2 separate regions of the Mus musculus genome follow, and region 1 is linked to region 2. The links are chromatin contacts, called in public HiChIP or PLAC-seq maps. All regions are on one chromosome and are shown on one strand. The core of a region is the stretch at or near the end of the contact, and the rest is flanking DNA. Distances in the headings are between cores, read along the strand shown.

Region 1 (6,381 bases), core at 2,965-5,464, 170 kb before region 2:
TGCACCTGCTCCCATTCAGCGTCAGAATGGCTGACCTTGAACTTTCCCTAGAGTTTCTGCCGTCCCCGAATGCTGGCTGGGGCAGTGCAGTACAGCGAGGCTTTGTACTTGTTGAGAAGTCAGTAAACAGGCTCACTTGGTATGTGCAAGCCACAGTCCACAGCACTGGGAGCTATCACAGAGTCTCTCTCTGAGCAAGTTTCTTCTGTGTTCTTCTCCTGACTGTTTTGACTATGTCCTCATCCTTCTCTGCTTATAATTTTAAATGGGAAGGATATTCCGTCAGAATCGAGGCGTCACACTTGCATATGTAATGCATCCTGAGTACGGTCACACCCGCCCTCTCCTCCATCTCCCATCCCTGTCACCTCTTCCTACATACACCTTTCCTACAGTCATGGCTTTTGTTTGGTGACCCACTGTTTTTAACCAGGGCTGTCTCTGTCCAAAGGAGCCTAGTGGGCTCACCATTTGGTTCATAACTGGAGATAACTGTCCCTTCCCCAGAATCCAATAATTCATCAGGGAGCTCCTCCTTGATTTGTGATTGGCTGTTGACAGGCTCAGTCTTATGTAGGTCCGGTGTAGGGGAGCCCAGCTGCTGTGGAGTCCTCTTTACAATGGCTGTGTCCTGCCCTAAAGGTAGCAAGTGTCAGCTCTTCTCCAGATTGTTACCTTTTGCTTTCTCTTCCTTGATGCTCTCTGAGCTCATGGTGGTATAAATGTTCCCATTTGGGGCCAAGCACTCACTGTCATTCTTCTTAGCAAACTGAGCAGCTATGAGCTTCTGAAATAACTACTGCTCACTGACATGGTTGGTTCTATACCATAAGGTACATTCTGACCAGGTCTTTCAGGGCCACATTTAGATAGGCTTTTGGATATCAAGCCTAGTTTAGAAAGACCCATCATCTGGCACATGTACTGTAATAACGTGTATATCATAGGGGAAGACCATTATCCAGGTCAGCTAATGTAACAGGGAAGTTAAAAGGTCCCATCAGCAAACACAAAATTTTCACTAAGCTGGAGAGATGGCTCAGCGGTTAAAAGTACTTGTTGCTCCTACAGAGAACCTGGCTATGGTTCCTAGCACTCTCATGGTGGATCACAACTGTTGAACTTCAGTTCCAGGGGCACCAGGCACATGGGTGGTAAACATATGTATATGCAGATAAACATTCATACACTTAATGTCCCCGTGGATCATCTTAGTACACAGCATGCTTTGGGGACTGTCACTCTGTCCTGTTCTACGACAAACAGGACTTTGTTTTCCTGTTTATTTTCCATCTAAAGCATTTTGAGCAACTCACAGACACAATCTTTATAAACTAATAGGAAAAAGGGTTCATGCTGTGTATAAAGCATCTGCCGTTAGAGTCAAATTCCAAGGCGTGGTACGCCTGGGAGACAGCGCGTTGGTACCGGGACGAGGCACTGGCATTCCTTGAGCACTTAGCATGTAGTTTGGAATACGATACTAGAGCTTAAAATCAGGACTGAACTGAGATTTGCATAGATATGCATAAAGATGAAATCTTTGAGACAGATGATATCTTGAAGGCAATATGTAGTCAAAAGAACAAACGAGCTAAGATTAGAATTTTGGACTGCCTATTACGGATGGGTAGGAAGGAGCTGGAAGTAACAAAGACAGGGAGAGTCAGGTCAAGACTGTCTATGCTCAGTGGCAGGGCAGCTTATAAATGGTCCCCATGATTGACACTGGCATCCAGTACTCCCAGCCTTCCTCCAAGGTCAAGGGAAAGGGCTTCACAAACAATGGAGGAGTGACAAGGCCAGCAGATGTTAATCTCCAGCTTGAGAAGTAAGTAGGTGCATATAACCAAAACTAGTGACCAGGCCTTCTTTCTGAGGAGTTGTATTTCTGTCTGTCACTTAGCAGAAAGTACTCACAGCTTAAAATGTACTGTGCTGTGTCCTGCTCACTTTTTTAAGCATTGTAAACTTAGTTTGTGTTTTCAAACGTTGCCTTGAAATGTTTAGGAATGATTATAGAATGGTTATGCTATACACAGTAGTTCAGCCTATATTCTTCAGTGTTTTAGCCTTGACTATATATGCTTTTAGCCTTCCTACATATGCTTTATATACTTATATTTAATTTATAACTTATTGAACATATATTTTAGTACATTTTCATAACAAATCTATATCTAAATTGTATTATTTTATGCATTATTGATTATAAAAATCCTGTACATACATAAAATACACTAGATTTTAATGACTAGCAAGAGAAGAAGATCTGAGCCACACACTGGTAGATGGAAAGGGGAAATAACGCCTGGCCTATGATATCCTTTTCTACCTCTAAGTCCATTTTATTTACAGTCAAGAAATTAGTAGTGGTTATTTTCATGAAAAACCTCCTGGAAATAAAAGTACTGGGTTAAAAAGTACTAATAATGGCTTCCACAGCGGCTGTCTTGGCTAGGGTTAACCAGCCAGGTTTTGCATGGGGAAGTGAAGTGGTAGAGGGGCCAGCAGTTCAGAAGGCAGCTTGAGTTGGGTTGGCAAGTGACTCCAGCCTCTGAGGCCCACCTTTCTTGGCATCGAAGCCATCTCTTTCCTATATCACAGGCCGAGGAGGAGGAAGAGGAGGATTTTTTGTTTGGTTTTTAGAACAGAAAATTTGCTGAGTGTGATGGTACAGACCTTTGATCCTATGGAAGGCAGGTAGATCTCTGGTTTCCAGGCCAGCCTGCTCTACAGAGCAAATTCCAGGATAACCAAGTCTATACAAAGAAACCCTCCCTGTCTGGGGGGGAAAAAAAGGAACAGACAAAACCCAGGAAATTGTGTCACATATAAGACCTGCTGAGAGGTGCTACGTGGGTTCCCCAGGGCACTGTGCTGTGTGCTGGTGTGTGGTTAGCTAGTGATCATTTTACCAGTGGATAAGGGTATTCTGCTAAGAATCTTACTCCCTAGTGATTCAGGCTACTTTCTAGAGAAAGAAAGGGCTCAGTTACAGCCAGTAGATCCAAAATATGATGCCCCGGCTGCTGGCAGGGTGGTTCAGTGGTGAAGGCACATTCTGCCAAGCCTGATGCCCAGGAACCCACATGATGCAAGAACGGAACCGATCCCACAGCTTATCCTCTGACCTACGCACAAAGTAAATATAAACATAATTAAAGTCTAAACTGATGTCTGGTTCCATATGTATTTGTCTGTGTCTGGTACATGGATGTCACGACTGGGAGAAAATCTACAGGGTCCCTGAAACAGGAAGTGGCACAGGGTCTCCCAGCTGTGCCCGCTCTCATGCCCATTACTGCTGTCCCGAGTCTGACCCTGAGTGGGAAGCTCACCTTCACACTGCCCGAGTCACACTCATGACCCCTGAAATGAGGGCAGTGCCTCTGTTGAGTCCTTGTGAGCATTTAACTGAAGCTACACATAGTAAGTGGTTTTAGGATGGGCGTGTCAGCCGTCTAAAGCGTAGCTCTCTGGGAACGTTGGCTGTGAAAATACATTGCTGGCCCAGGTTGTCTGGTGGGCTAGGTATGAGTGTTGAAAATGTCAGGTTTTGTGTTTTAAATTCATATCTGAGGGAGATTCCAGTTTGGCTCTTAAGCAGTTTGGGGTTTTTTTTTTTTTTTTTTCCTGTTAGTATCTGTTTGTTAACTGGTGTGGTTAGGAATAATTTTTAATTATGGAAGTAATATAATATGCTTCATGACAGGTAGTGAAATACCCTCTCCGGCTGTTGGCACTGGTTCTCCTTTGTTTCGTTCTGCTGTGGATAGGTTCGAGAATCCATCTCATTTTGTAGCCTGGTCTGACCACAGACAAGTTATTTAGCCTAGGCTACTGGCAGCTGCTGCTCCTGCTGCTGAGAAGGTTCAGAGCCTTCTGGGGCAGCCTTGTCCGCATGCTTCTTGAGTTTGGGTGGTTTGGGGGGGGGGGGGAGGTTGATTAGTTTCAGTTTTGATTTTCAGATGAAAAGTGTCACTAATTTTCTCCCCCCAAGCTCACAGCTTCTGAAGGGAAGACTTAGGAACCGTGGCCATCCTGCTCACAGCAGCTTCTGCTGGCTAAGCTTGGGCCTCTGTGCTGGAGGTACCTGAAAAGCTGTAACAGCAGAGCTCAGCAGCTCAGGAGAACGCTGTTTAACTGAGCTCTGTTATGAAAGGCTCTAATAATAGACCCTGCCACTTGAAGGAAATGCCATAGCCCACTGATACTGCAGAGGCTCCCTGTGTGAGGGAGGCCCTGCTGCCTGATGTCACAGCTCTCTAGCTCCATTTACATAAGGGACACTGGCTCACATGGTTACATAAAAGTGGGGCTTGCTAGTATTTTTGATTACTGAAAGTCTAACTGAAGACCTAAGAGCGTCAGTGTACCTTTTGAGATTAGTGTGAGTCCCATCAGACTCCAGGGAGCAGATGGTCTAGAAAATAGTGCATCAACAGAGGAAGCTGACCCTAGGTCTAAGTATAGAGGCTTGTCTCTCGTTAATGTTCTCAACTCATTCTTCATTAATTTGTCTAAAATAAGGAAAAACCTTAGTGGTAAATGTTTGCCCTTTCAAGGTTGAAAGTAGTGTCCAAGCTTTCTGTGTTCAGAGCTGATTTCCAGCACTAATAATTAATGACCATGAAATGCCCCCGCCTTGCCCATTTCAAGTGATGGGAACTGCCTCAGTCATTCTGTCCATAAAGACTTGGTGACACAACTGAAGAGGCCAAGGACTCCTGATTAACCCTACCTGGGAGATGTTAACTACTGAGTTTTGGTAGCTGGAAAGATGGCTCAGTGGTTAGGAGCTCAAGCTATTCTTCCGGAAGAGCCGGGTTCACTTCCCAGCTCCCGTATCGCAGTTCACAACTGTCTGTAACACCAGTTCCAAGGGATTCAGTGCCCTCACACAGACTCACGTGCAGGTGAGACACCGGTGCACATCAAAATAAAGCATTAAGAAACATCCAGCACTCAGGTGGCAGAGGCAGGTGCGTCTCTGAGTTCCAGGACAGCCTGGTCTACAGAGACAGCTCCAGGATAACCAGGGCTACAAGGTTCTCCTTGTTTTGAAACCCTGTTTCAAAACAACAACCTACCTGAGTTTTGAGTGTTCTCCCTTGTGTGCAGTAACAGCAGCCGTACAGCCCAGCACTGCAGGAGTCTAAGACACTCATAGATATTTGTTTCAGTTAGTACTGAGCACAGAAGTGCATTCTGGGATTTAAGTGACTGCAGGGACACCAAGCCTGGGAAGGAGCAGCCTACTTGCACTGTGCGCCCTCCCTGCCATCCCTTTCTCTCAGTCGGTTACCAGCAGCGTAAGCAATGCTGTCTACTTTTCTAAAGTGTTCTCCAGTCTTCATACAAATGCTGGCAGATAAAGATCTTTTTCCTAAAGGAAGGTAACGGGAGTCAGTGCCTTACTGTAGTGCAGGCGTTCTTACTGGGTCATGGTGATGACAGGCTTGTTTTAGGTTCTGGACATTTGAGGAGGGAATGAACATTTTTGTCATTTGGAATTAAGAAACCTAGTTTTCTGGCCCTGGCAGAGGTCTGAGTTTCTGGAGAGTACACAGGTGATCTTGGGGGAAGTCATGTGGTCTTTACAGTGAAGATTACCTTTGGCATTGTTATGAGGCTTAATTGAGATCTTGTGAAAGCACTTCTTGTAGAAGGGGATCAACAAAACAGTACTCCGTGGCCTCTGTGGGCCACTGCATGGGACGAAGGTGACAACAGTTCTGGTATGTGTTCAGTGACATGTTCTGATTTCAGATGAATAGGCACGAGTGCCACTCCTCAGGTCACAGAAGCAGCATTCTGTGAACACAGTTCTTTCTACGGAGTTAATGAAGCTGCCAGTGGTGCCCAGACGTTGTTGGTGACCAGTTGCTAAGTGATTTATGGACCCTGAGTATAACTGTGCACGCCTGTAGTTTTAAGATGTCACAGAATTTACTATGCAGGTCAGTGACTGACCATCCCACAGACAGTTCTGCAGTGCAGGTGGTAAATCCGAGGCCCTGGGGCACACAGGTGGTTTGGTTTTAGTTTTTAGTATTTGTTATTTTGTGTGTTCAGTCCTCCAGTGGAAGAGCATGTCTGGAAGTGGTGTGAGGACTAAGCAGATGGCTTTTTATGTATTTTTACAGGCCATGATTTACAGTGCCAGTAGTCTTTGTTGCTCAGGCTGGAGCCCAGCAGCATACACAGGCTTGCCTGGCATTTCTGAGATCCTGGTTTTATGCCCAGGAAGAAAAAAGTCCAGCTCCTAATGTTGCCCCTGGGAAGCTGATAGTAAAACTGAAGTGTAAGGGGCAACCCTAAGAAAGATGGAGGCAGAGGGAGCAGGAAAGGCCAGGTGCTGCCCTCACCTGTGAAGGA
Region 2 (6,308 bases), core at 173-2,672:
AAAAACCTACTTTAATAAGTGTTCTCAAACACTTTGACGCCCTTTCTAGCCTACCATCCAAAGGTAGGAGAGAAAAGACAGTAAATAGGACAAGGGAATGTGGACCTGTTTAGAAGTAGCTCTTTGGGGCGATTCCAATCCTCATTGTCAATGGACCAACCACCCAGTTCAGTAGTGTCAGGATATCAAACATGAATCTGCAGTAGCAGGCATGATCCAGCAGAAACAGCCAGGCCTCTGATGAGTTGGCACAAGTCAGCAGGGCAGGATGTGTGTGAAGGGGTTTGGAGTGGCCAGAAACAGTTGGAATGCCACGAGAAGTTCTCTGCCATCTCTCTCTCTCTCTCAATGAAGTGAAGATCAGCAAAGATCAAGAAGTGTTGTAAGGCTGGCTATGCAGTCACCCTGTCACTGTCTGTTGGGTCCTACTTATACTCTCTCCAAATATCATGTGTCCTTTCATGGGTCTGCTTCAGCAAAAGATCACATGAATCTTCCTGACACAACCAGAAATTTCCACATCAGCCTTCTGTCACAGAAAAGGTTTCACTGAATAGCTGTGGTGATACATAGCTATAATCCCGGCATTCCTGAGGCTGGAGCAGGGGGACCCTGTCTCACAAAAACAAGAGCGGTGTGAGTGCTCAGAGGTAGAAGAATACGTGCCCGGCATTCAAGACGTCCTGTAGGTTCAAGCTCCAGAAGTAAAAAAAAAAAGAAAAAGAAAAAAACAGAGCCCAGTTTGGTGGCTCACACCATCTACTCAGGAGGACGAGGCAGGAGGATTGAAAAGCCAAGGCTGTCAGAGCTACACAGTGAGTCAGAAGCTGTATGGAACAATTTAGCTAGGCCCTGTTCTAGAAGAAAGAGTAGAGAAAGGAATGTGGGGGCTAGGATCGAGGCCAGTGGTAGAGCACTTGCCTTGCTTGTGTGAGACCCTAGGTTTGTCTCTCGTGTGCTCCTGCAGGCGAGAATCCTCTGAAGGGAAAGTCTGTGAAGAGGAATGAGGGCAGATAACCTCCCTGACTATTATTACCAACTAGGATTCTCCTACGTGGCTTCAGTTCTGTGTCCTCCCTGCTCTGGGACATCCCTATTCCCATAATCCCATTTCACAGTCCTCTCTGTCCAACGGTCCTCCAACTCCATGGCCCTCCCCCAGTCTTGAGGCCTTGCTCTCCTGTCCTGTCCAGTCTTTACACTGCAGGCCGTTCCCTTTCTGTCCTGTTCCTTCCTTGCTCCCTCCCATTGCTTCCTCCTGTCCCCTTTTCTGACATGGATATTATTTCTGACCTCCTAATTTCCCCCTCTCACCTCTTCCATAAAAGGGATAAGCCTCACCATTGCTGACCAACACGGTCTATTTTTTGCTCACACAGGCTCTCCACTCAACACTGCCAGTGTGCATCAGGTTCCGATAAGACCTTAGCGAGTAGAGAGCCCGCCCTGAAAATAAACACTCACTTCCTCCTGTGAAGGGCCATTTAGTAGTACAAAGAACTCTTCTTCTAAAAAGCAAACTATTTCTACACCAGTAAGCTCAAAGATAGTGGTCTGAGGTCAGCCAATAAATGCTCTGGGCTGTTCAGAGGCTGGTGGTGTAGAAGGCGCTGAGTTGAAGCAACTCTCACAGACTTGGTCCTAGAGAAGCCAGGGGAGTGAAGGCACAGCGTCAAGACACAAACAAACAAATCCTGGGTGGCTTGTGCTCCTCATCCTCTTATTTGCTATGTTTATCTTACATCACTTGTTACTCTCTGATATGCCCCATATTTTATCCTTTGGTTTATTACTAGTGTGTGTATTGCTAAACAAGAGAGATTTCATATTCTCCACCCCTAAAGATCTCAAAGTATGTGTAGTGTCTCCCCTCCAACCCCAGCGCTAGGAGGCTGATGCAAAGGAGCCGGAGGCCAGTCTGGGCTGCACAGAGAATCCCAAGCCAGTCAGAGCTCTATGTCAAGACCTTGCCTCAACAAAGCACAGAGCCATGAGGATGGCTCCATATGTAAAGCACTTGTGGCCATGTCTAATGACTTCAATTTGATACCTCAGACCTGCAAGGCAGGTGGAGAGAGCCGACTCCCAGAAGCTGCCCTCTGCCGTCCACACGTGCTGTCTGCCATCATGTGTACCCACACACGTACACACAATAAATAAAATACAGCACAAAGTTTTTAAAAAACTGGAACAAAATCTTACCACATTGCTTGTTGTCTTGGAGCTGATGTGGGGCCACTGGCTTTTCACCTGAGGGGGCATCCCCAGGGCCTCAGCAGAAAAGGAAGCCTCAGTCTAGACAGAGGTGGGCAGGAAGGTCTTAAGGGTTCAGTGTGGGTGTGGGAGCCGGGCCTCTTCTCTGGCTCTACTGGATGACCTTGAACATGTGACCTTCCTTTTCTGAGCCCTGCTTCTTCAAAATGACCTTTGGGGTTGTCCAAAAGTTGAAGTGAGAAAGCAAGGCACAGATCTACACAGTTCTTTTCCTCAGCCTAGGAGAGCAAAACATTGTGTAGACAGGGTACAAGGACAAACATCAGAACTTATACTTCTGTCCTTCCCAAGTGCTAAGGACAGGGGCTTCCTATAGCGCCACAGCTAAGTGTGTGTGTGCACTTAATTACCAGGTCAGTTTCCCCCCAAGCCGTTTAATTCCTACACAAAGCAATTCTGAATTTAACACAAATTAGATGCCCATAAATACTACCCCCTCTTATTCCCAGCTGCCCCATGCCTGGCAGGGACATAGAAGGAGCGACCACATCCTCACTTCTCCCTTCTACTATAGGAGTCCAGTCCATTTCCTCCCACAAAGTGTAGTGACCTACATGACTAAGTCATTAGCTGGCTCCCCTCCCCTCCCACCACACTCATCTCCAGCCCTCCAGTACTTCTGAGAAAGCTCTTAGAAACACTTAGACAATTTTACAAGCTACTACAGCCATCTACTTAATGTGTCTCTTTCTTCTTTGCCCCATAAATATATTTTCAAGTATATGAAACAAGCACCTTTCCTCTAGGGCAGAGGAAAAGAACAAAAGACACAGCAGAACAGGAAGAAACACGGAGCCAGCCAGCAGGACCCTGGCAGCCTAGCAGGGTTTGCTGGGCATGAATAGACTTCCTGGGGCCTGTGTGAAGATGGTTGTGAAGATTGGCCAAGGAAGGGAGTGGGCTTCCAAGGTCCCGTGTGCCTCCAGGTCTTCCTGTTTGGTCAGCTTGAACCCTAGGTAAAAATGGAGACCTTTGAGATTAGTCCTGGGACTCTAGCTGGGATTTTATTGGGAGATGAGGGGGTAGGGGGCATGCGTGCTTTTATTTGAGTCGTTGATTGTTTACCACTCTAGAGGCAAGGCAGTGCAGCCTGGCAGAATAGAGGCGATGAATGAGAGAGATGGGAGTCTCGTGGAAGAGCTGGCTTCACTCAGAGCCCACCTCTGAAGGTTAAGAGGGGTTACTGAATAAAGGGCACAATGACAAGGACAAGCCTCAGGTGCTTCCAAAGCTGCACCTGACAGGCAAGCTGCACATTACAGAGACGTGTCCCATCTTGGAGGTGTATAAAGGAATCACAATAGAAGGTTGTAGTGAAAAATCTCAAGTCAACTCACTCCTATCTGCTACACTCCTGAGGACGGCAAAAACACATTACAAGAACAATTCCGTGTTTGAAGAGACTGAGGTCACAAGTCTTGTTTCCTTGGAGTTTTCTCCCAAGCACTCAGAATCCTCCTCACAAGACTCCATTCTTGGACAGTGGTCAAACACCTGCTGTTACCATAGGTAGGCCTGGAACTGGCACTGCTGTTCCTGTTAACAATTCCATATGCCGGGTCTGCAAGATGGATCAGGAGGTAACAGAGCTTGCTGTCCAGCCTGAGTTCAGTGCTCAGAACCTTTGTGATAGGACATCACCAACTCCTGCAACCTGTCTTCAGACCTCCACACACACTAGATAGATAGATAGATGTCGCGTCCGCTCTCGACCAGCAAGAACAACACGACCACCAGTCCTTCTAACAACAGTTTATTCAGCAAACTCCAATCTTCATCTCTCTCGCTTCAGCTTCAACTTTATCTCTCTCAACTTTATCTCTTTCCTCATCTATCTCCCCCGAACCCCGGGCCTCTCACTCTTATATACTCTCAGTCCCCATAAACTCACAGCAGGCCACGTCACCTCACCAGGCACGCAGCTTCAGCCAATCAGGGTGGCAGGGGCATGTCTCCACCAAATATGGACTTGTTTAAACCGCCAGCATCATGGTGCACCTGTGCAGCTCTCACGATGGTCGTGGCTTATTTTCAGGTGTATGAGGAAGTCAGGTGCAAGTCATAAGACTTAGCTGCAGTCCCTGGCGCCTTCTTGGGACTGCTGCCACACCCGATCCTCACAGATAGATAGATAGATAGATAGATAGATAGATAGATAGATAGATAGATAGATAGATAGATAGATAGATAGACAGACAGAGACAGACAGACAGATAAAATAATTTTTAAAAATAATTGTGTATGTAACTTACTACTGAGTTTGGGAAAGTACACCTCTAGACACAGCCATAACAACCCAGATGAGGTTATGACTTTTTTCCCATGCAGTATTGGGGATCCCACTCAGAACCTCAACCAATTAGGCAAGGACCCCACCATTGAGCTTCATCCCCAGCCCTATACACCAATCACTATTAATTCATCAGAAACTTCTTATCAAAGCATACCTAAGTCCTCCTAAGTCAAAACACACATCCCCACTCTGGAAGCCACCATCAATTCATTCGCCTACCCTTGACCTTAGCCTACATGGGACCATGCAGAAGATACTCTTCAGTGTGAGGCTCTCGCTCTCTCGCGTGTGCTCTCTCTCGCTCTCTCTTGCTCTCTCTCTCTCTCTGGCTATGCCTACAAGAGCCACTCCAGTTGCTCCATATAAAGAAGTCTGTTCTCTTTATCACTATATGGTACCCACACACACCAGTACGGATGGCTTATCTATTCCAAGTTGTTGGCATTTGGGTGGATTCCAGCTTGAGATTGTTGCGAACATTTGTTAGCCTTGTCTGGATAGATGTACCCACATATGTCTTGTGGTACTGGGGGGAGTTCCTCATTTCTAAACAAGACCTACGTTCAGCATTTTCAGGTAACTGATGAACAGGTTTCCCAAGCGCTTGCACCTCTCTACAGTACATCCTGTCTCAAAGGGGCAGGACTAAGCTTTGGTTATAAAAGGAAATATATTCCTGCGATCACTCTGCATACTTAGTCCTCATACATAAGCCAAGGTTCCACCCATTACTTGTGATAACTGGAGCCTGAGGTACTTACTGTCTGGACCAGTCTGTCACAGTTTATTCCCAAGGTCAGCTTCTTCAAATCTCAGCAGGGGGTCCCTGACCATCTTAATTAGCTTAGCTCTATCTTCCATCACTCCTTCTAGAACTTGTCTTGTTTGTCTGTTTAGCTACTGCTCAACTGTCCCCCATTAGGAAAGGGCCTGGTCCTTATATTTTTACGGAATTCACTACTGAATCTTTTACAGTGCATGGATGCCCTAGAGCAGTGTGGTAGCCAGGCCTCGAGAATACCCCAGGATTCTTCAGTTTCATACACCCATCCTACACTCTATAGAACTGCCCTGGTTTCAGTGAAATACTGCAGAAGTGACAGGGTGTGACATTCAAGATGCAGCAATAAAAATATCAGGCTCAGGAGCTGGAGAGTTAGGAACACTTGTTGCTCTTGCAGGAGACTGGGATTTGATTCCCAGAACCTACAAGGGGGCTCATGACTATCTGTAACTCCAGACCCAGGGTCTCTGATGCCCTCTTCTGACCTCCACACACACACCAGGCAGCTACATGATGCATGAACATATATCCAAGCAAAGCACTCATACACATAAAACAGTAAGATAAATCTTCTTTTAAAAAAAAAAAAGTCAGATTTGCCTTTGCTTTCTTGCGAATCATCTGCTGTGAGAAAAGCCATGTGGTGCAGATTGCTTGATATTAATTAGTTCATAAAATATGGCATAATACTTTAAGGTATATCTCTGACACAGCCCCACAGGCCCCGCCGCTGCTGCCGCCCCTTCCTGCCCCCACTCTCCTCCAGTAGGAATTGAACTCATGGTTTCCCATGTGCCAGGCAAGCAGTGTACAGAGTTACTTCTCCTCACAACTGCACGAGTTACCTCTTCCCATGCTCATGGGCTATGCATGCATCTGCTTTGACGAAATACCTGTTAAGGAATTGATGCTAGAGTCCAGCTGGTAGAGTGTTTGCCTGAGTTTGATTGTTGTGTG

What was found. HiChIP or PLAC-seq counts read pairs in DNA pulled down with a chosen protein or histone mark.
Region 1: an H3K27ac HiChIP or PLAC-seq map of the HPC-7 cell line shows a contact between it and region 2, with 6 times the contacts expected there. The contact joins two enhancer-like sites. A contact is called at or near these places in 12 of 39 promoter capture datasets (the C10 cell line, the HPC-7 cell line, cranial neural crest and 8 more), 5 of 484 Hi-C or Micro-C datasets (CD4 T cells, bone marrow-derived macrophages, double positive thymocytes and 2 more), 12 of 115 datasets of contacts at active chromatin or transcription factors (the HPC-7 cell line, craniofacial prominence, embryonic forebrain and 7 more) and 1 of 9 other capture datasets (embryonic stem cells).

Annotation. Positions count from the first base shown.
Region 1 is chr15:36,985,189-36,991,569 of GRCm38.p6, reverse strand. No RefSeq gene overlaps it. Among named protein-coding and RNA genes, the nearest start is that of Zfp706, 19 kb to the left of the region's middle. Within about 2 kb of position 4,214, at least 74 of the 459 cell types and tissues checked have an H3K27ac peak or open chromatin away from gene starts, as enhancers often do. A contact at or near this core is called in the HPC-7 cell line, where this site is marked.
Region 2 is chr15:36,815,410-36,821,717 of GRCm38.p6, reverse strand. The region is part of intron 1 of Gm34472 (a long non-coding RNA gene); the gene reads left to right. Among named protein-coding and RNA genes, the nearest start is that of Gm41298, 21 kb to the right of the region's middle. Within about 2 kb of position 1,422, at least 41 of the 459 cell types and tissues checked have an H3K27ac peak or open chromatin away from gene starts, as enhancers often do. A contact at or near this core is called in the HPC-7 cell line, where this site is marked.